Linked DNA regions of Mus musculus: region 2 is linked to region 1. The links are chromatin contacts, called in public HiChIP or PLAC-seq maps. All regions are on one chromosome and are shown on one strand. The core of a region is the stretch at or near the end of the contact, and the rest is flanking DNA. Distances in the headings are between cores, read along the strand shown. Region 1 has its middle 98 kb from the start of Gm51411. Region 2 has its middle 10 kb from the start of Bnip3.

Region 1 (2,982 bases), core at 274-2,773:
ACCATGTGTACTCTTTGGTTGGTGGTTTAGTCCCTGGGAGCTCTGGGGATACTGGTTAGTTCATATTGTTTCACCTACGGGGCTGCAAACCCCTTCAGCTCCTTAGGTCCTTTCTCTAGCTCCTTCATTGGGGACTGGGGATGAGACTCAAACATATGTGAACAGGGGAAGAATTCCTGAACAGAACACCAATGGCTTGTGTTGTAAGATCAAGAGTTGACAAATGGGACCTCATAAAATTGCAAAGCTTCTGTAAGGCAAAGGACACGGTCAATAAGACAAAAAGGCAACCAACAGATTGGGAAAGATCTTTACCAATCCTACATCTGATAGAGGGCTAATATTCAATATATACAAAGAACTCAAGAAGTTGGACTCCAGAGAACCAAATAACCCTATTAAAAATGGGGTTCCGAGCTAAACAAAGAATTCTCCACTGAGGAATACTGAATGGCCGAGAAGCACCTAAAAAATGTTCAACATCCTTAGTCATCAGGGAAATGCAAATCAAAACAACCCTGAGATTCTACCTCACACCAGTCAGAATGGCTAAAATCAAAAACTCAGGTGATAACAGATGCTGGTGAGGATGTGGAAAAAGAGGAACACTCCTTCATCGTTGGTGGGATTGTAAGCTGGTACAACCCCTCTGGAAATCAGTTTGGCAGTTCCTCAGAAAATTGGACATAGTAGTACCTGAGGACTCAGCTATACCACTCCTGGGCAAATACCCAGAATATGCTCCAACTTGTAATAATGATACATGTGCCACTATGTTCATAACAGCCTTATTTATAATAGCCAGAAACTGGACAGAATCCAGATGTTCCTCAAGAGAGGGATGGAGACAGAAAATGTGGTACATTTATACAATGGAGTACTACTCAGCTATTAAAAACAATGAATTTATGAAATTCTTAGACAAATGGATGGACTCACTGATAAGTGGATATTAGTCCAGAAGCTCGGAATACCCAAAATACAATTCACAAACCACATGAAACTCAAGAAGAAGGAAGACCAAAGTGTGGATACTTAGTTCCTTCTTAGAAGGGGGAACAGAATAACCCGTGGAAGGAGTTACAAAGTGTGGAGCAGAGACTGAAGAAAAAATGACCATCCAGAGACTGACCCACTTGGGGATCCATCCCACGTACAATCACCAAACCCAGACACTGTTGTGGATGCTAACAAGTGCTTGCTGACAGGAGCCTGATAGAGCTGTCTCCTGAGAGGCTCTGCCAGTGCCTGACAAATACAGTTGCTCACAACCTTGTAGGTTTTATTCACTTCCACAATGGGAGGACGAGGGATCTGTGTGATTAGCATATTATTCTATTCCCCTGTTTTCAGTTCCGGTTTCAGTTGGGTCTCCTGGCTGACTTACTCTTCCCAGGAAGTAAATCTCTCTTTCTAGTGGCCAGGTGGATTGTTTGAATCTCGATCTGCCTCAGTCACACTGCATTTCACCATCTGCTTGCAAGCCACCTTGGGGACATTGGACTTTGCTGCCTTTCACAAGAGCCCCATGAGGCCCTGTCCCCAACATCTGTGTCTCTGTGATCCACACAGTCATCTGACTCCCTGTTTAGGCCTACAATCTGCCATGGACCTCTTATTCTTTTCTGGGTTTGGGAAAGTAAACAAGAAAGAAAAAAGAAAGAAATGAGCCTTTGCTCTGCAGTATCCCAGCATGCATCCTGTAGCTCTATAGCTTGTCAAATGTCCATGGCTGGTGAGCGGGTTAACAGGCCAGCATGCATTCAGGGGCAGCCATGCCTTGGATTCCTGTGACCCAGACAGCCTATCTCATGAATGTTTGATTTTTCTCACAGAAAGCCTTTGAAATGGTCCTTGGTGAAAAGACCCTGGCCGACTTGGGCAAGTGGCCCAGGCAGGCCTTGCCCTTCTCTCCATTCTCTCTTCCTTGCTAAACCCCAATAGATTATACCCCTAATGCGAGCCCCCAGGGGGTACTCCTTTATTTGGCCACTTCTTCCACCTGAGGCTGATTACCAAGGTCCAGCTATCCAAGTATTCAAATCTAGCAGTCAAAAGCCCCTTTTGGATCACTTAATTAACATGTCAAATTAAAATTAAACATCTCATCCTAACATAGGGTTTCCACTTTTGATTTTATAAACTGCCATTTTCCTGTATGCCATGTCTGTCTCCTCTCTCCTCTCTAGCAGTCCTTTGTCTGGAACAAATAAATACACCTTCTCTCTCTGTCTTGTTCCCTTCCCCTTCTCCCTTGTCCTCTACTTCCTGTGTCTTATTCCCTGCCTTTTGTTTCTCTAGGATGGATAAGTCTCCTTTGTGCTGAGAAGTTGGTCTTGGGGGACCTGGTCCGATTGATACTTTCCCTTACACTCAGAACAAGAGTGCAAGGCTTCAAATAACAACATGGGAGGGTTAGTGTCATCAACTTGACAGGCTGTGAGTTACTGAGGACACAGCCTCCACGTGCACCTGTGAGGAATTATTTATTCTCTGAGTATGCATGTAAGAGATTATCTTGCCAGGCAGTGGTGGCGCACACCTTTAATCCCAGCACTTGGGAGGCAGAGGCAGGTAGATTTCTGAGTTTGAGGCCAGTCTGGTCTACAGAGTTACAGAGTGAGTTCCAGGACAGCCAGGGTTACACAGCGAAACCCTGTCTTGAAAATCCAAAGAGAGAGAGAGAGAGAGAGAGAGAGAGAGAGAGAGAGAGAGAGAGAGAGAGAGAGAGAGAGAGAGAGAGAGTATCTTAGGTCAATCATTGATCTGTGGAAAAATTGGGACGTGCACAGTATTCATTGCTCTCTGCTTTCTGAATTGTGAATATAACGTGACCAATCTCCTGCTGCCTTGACATTCCTTCCCCCATGATGGGCACCCTTGAACTGTGAGCCAGAGTCAACCCTTTCTCCCTTAAGTTGTTTTTGCCTTGATATTTTTATCACAGCAACCGAAAAGTAACCGAGACAGCTCACCGGCTTT
Region 2 (3,130 bases), core at 486-2,985, 1.4 Mb after region 1:
TTAATCCCAGCACTCGGGAGGCAGAGGCAGGCAGATTATTTCTGAGTTCGAGGCCAGCCTGGTCTACAAAGTGAGTTCCAGGACAGCCAGGGCTAAAGAGAAACCCTGTCTCGAAAAACCAAAAAAAAAAAAAAAAAAAAAAAAAAAAATCATAAAAGGAAAGAATACTTGAGATAACATCTAATCTAGGCGGGCAGCTTGTATCATTATCAATTGGCTCTGAAATTATTGTGTGGGCATCTTGTGAATTGAGAATTTATTGATATATAAATCTGACTGATTAATTATAAGCTTCTAGAGTTTTGATTTACTGATTAAGGGAATTTGTGATAACTAGCCTAGGGGGTGGATGCTGAGAAGGTACAAGAGGCTCTGAGGCAGGCAATCCGGAACCTGGGGCTGGCTTAGAGGTGGCAAGACCGTTGGGGACAGAGAGCAGCTGTGTATTGCGTGGGATGATACCATTTTTTATTACGTCCCACAACACATAAGCAATACACATATGTGATGTGCGTACATGCATACAGGCAAAACACCCATGTGCACATAAAATAAAACTTTTTAAGGAAGGGGGCCCTGGAGAAATGGCTCAGCAATTTAAAAACTTGCTGCTCTTACTGAGGACTCCAGTTTGGTTCCCAGGACCAGATCAGATAGATCATAAATCACCTACAACTCTAATCCAAGAGGACCCTGCACCCATATGGCACACGCTTACATAGACATAGACACACCAAAAAGTGATTTAAAAATAATAAAAAGGGCTGGTGAGATGGCTCAGTGGGTTAGAGCACCCGACTGCTCCAGAGTTCAAATCCCAGCAACCACATGGTGGCTCACAACCATCCGTAACGAGATCTGACTCCCTCTTCTGGAGTGTCTGAAGACAGCTACAATGTACTTACATATAATAAATAAATAAATCTTTTAAAAATAAATAAATAAATAAATAAATAAATAATAAAACTAACCTTCACAGTAGCCCTCTCTGATAAACAGTGCACTTTTCCTGTATAAAGAGCCAGAATAATACTGAGGGTTTGCATGGCCACACTGGCCATGGCCTAATAATTACATAGTGAGGACCCAAGCAAAAAGAAGATAGGGTGTATGAGCCAAAGGTGGCAGAAGTGACAAATGTGACTTTGACCCAGCTGGGAGAAGTCCCGGGGCATTGGGGAGAAGGGGTTATAAAGAGGATGTTTATTTCTCTGTAGTGAAATAAACCAGAGGTGGGAACCTGAAATGAATTCAGCCCCTGCTGGCTGTTAGCAGGAGTTCTGCCTCTGATGTGGAGGTAGGAAGGGCAGTTCAGCTCCAAGGAGCCCTCTGAGTGGCTTCCGCCTTGCCTTTCTGGCAGGAGCCTCCTGCATCAGGCTGTACTGACCACTCTGTTCTGCCTCCTTCCCTCCTCTAGGAAAACACCCACTTTTCCAGGAATTCACAGTGACGCCTATGCCACGCCAAGTTATTTTTAGAAACTGGCGTGATGAAATCTTCAGAATTGTAAACAACATGCACACGCTTTAGGTCCCAAGTGTACTTGTGCAGCGTCCCAGTTGGCTGCAAAGTGAGATCCCCGGGGAAGGAAAGCAGCGTGTACTTTGATAAAAGCCTGAACTGTACTCGCCAGAGAACGTTCAAAACAGGAAGCAGCTCAGGCTCCGAGAGTCAGGCACAGCCGAGCTGGGGCTGGACAGTATCCCCAAGGACCGTCAGGGTGCGCTGGGCTGTGGCCGCCGCTGTTGTTTGTCCTTGGTCGGTCGGTGAGGCAATAGCTCCAGGCCTGCTTCACAGAGATTGCAGAAGTGGAGTAACAGGTCAGGTGGCCTGAGACCAACATGCCAACAACTGTCTCAGGACGAAACGTGCCCAACAGCACTCTGTCGTGTAGCCTCTCAGGGCACACGCCCATACCCATGCCCGTAGCCATATCGCCACTTGGTGGTCCTGGCGCGAGGAAATGGGAGGAGACTATCTTAAGGAAGAAAGGGCTTTTATAGGGAGGAAAGGTAGATACAAGGTGGCTGTGAGCCAGAAGATGGCACTAGGCAGTCGCCAGCCCCAGTGAAAGTGTCTCTTTTTTCCTCTTTCTGGAACATTTCAATTGACCTTGATCTCTTGAGGCAAGTTTCTGTCATTCCTTTTTACGTTTGTTTGTCTGCTTGCTTGATTTCTTGTCTCACTTTTTTTGTTTGTTTGTGACAGTATTAATATATAACCCAGTTGATCTTGAACTTGCAATCAGTCTTCTTGCTTCAGCTTCCAGAGTGCCAGGATCACAGTCATGTCTCACCGTGCCGGCTCAGGAAGAATTGCCTTTTTGTTTGTTTGTTTGTTTGTTTGTTTGTTTGTTTGAAATAGGACAGGAGCTCTTGTATCCCAAAATGGTCACGAATTCACAACGTAGTGGAGGATGACTTTGAACTTCTGATGCTCCTACCTCTACCTACTGAGTACTGGGATCAGAGTGTGACCACACCCAGTACATGGGGTGCTAGGGCATCAAACCAGGGCTTTGTTGATGCTTGGTTACTACACTCTACCACACTCCTAGCCCTGTCATATGCTTATTTTACAAAGACAAACTTTTCAGTTTTGTAGAAAGAGTAAGCATCAAGGAGAAAGATTTTCCAAATGCCCCTGACCACCCCCTACACACACACACATACACACACACATGCACATACACACACATACACACACATGTACACATACACACACATACATACACACACATAAATACACATACACACACATAAATACACACATACATACACACACATGTACACATACACACACATACAAACACATACACACACACATACACATACATACACACATACATATACACATACACACACACACACACACACACACACACACACACACACACACACACGTACACACGAGTTCCTCTATCAGGATCCTCACCAGAGCGTTTTTCTTTGTTAAACCACACAACTATGGAGTCACCAGTGGACCTGTGGTCCATGTTGCTTTTGCTGCCTGCTCTCTGGACCTGACTCATGCAGAATGGATTACCGTGTTAAGTCCCTGCCCTCTGTCTCAACATCCCACCCCCTGGTAACACCACTTTTTTTTTTTTCCTTTCTCTACAGACTTATCT

The links. HiChIP or PLAC-seq counts read pairs in DNA pulled down with a chosen protein or histone mark.
Region 2: a contact with region 1 is called in an SMC1A HiChIP or PLAC-seq map of large pre-B cells, with 23 times the contacts expected there. The contact joins two enhancer-like sites. A contact is called at or near these places in 8 of 39 promoter capture datasets (the 3T3-L1 cell line, the C10 cell line, the HPC-7 cell line and 5 more), 1 of 15 datasets of contacts at CTCF or cohesin (large pre-B cells), 1 of 484 Hi-C or Micro-C datasets (the G1E-ER4 cell line), 2 of 115 datasets of contacts at active chromatin or transcription factors (large pre-B cells and microglia) and 1 of 9 other capture datasets (embryonic stem cells).

The regions. Positions count from the first base shown.
Region 1 is chr7:137,554,153-137,557,134 of GRCm38.p6, forward strand. No RefSeq gene overlaps it. Among named protein-coding and RNA genes, the nearest start is that of Gm51411, 98 kb to the right of the region's middle. Within about 2 kb of position 1,524, at least 2 of the 459 cell types and tissues checked have an H3K27ac peak or open chromatin away from gene starts, as enhancers often do.
Region 2 is chr7:138,917,961-138,921,090 of GRCm38.p6, forward strand. No RefSeq gene overlaps it. Among named protein-coding and RNA genes, the nearest start is that of Bnip3, 10 kb to the left of the region's middle. Within about 2 kb of position 1,736, at least 284 of the 459 cell types and tissues checked have an H3K27ac peak or open chromatin away from gene starts, as enhancers often do.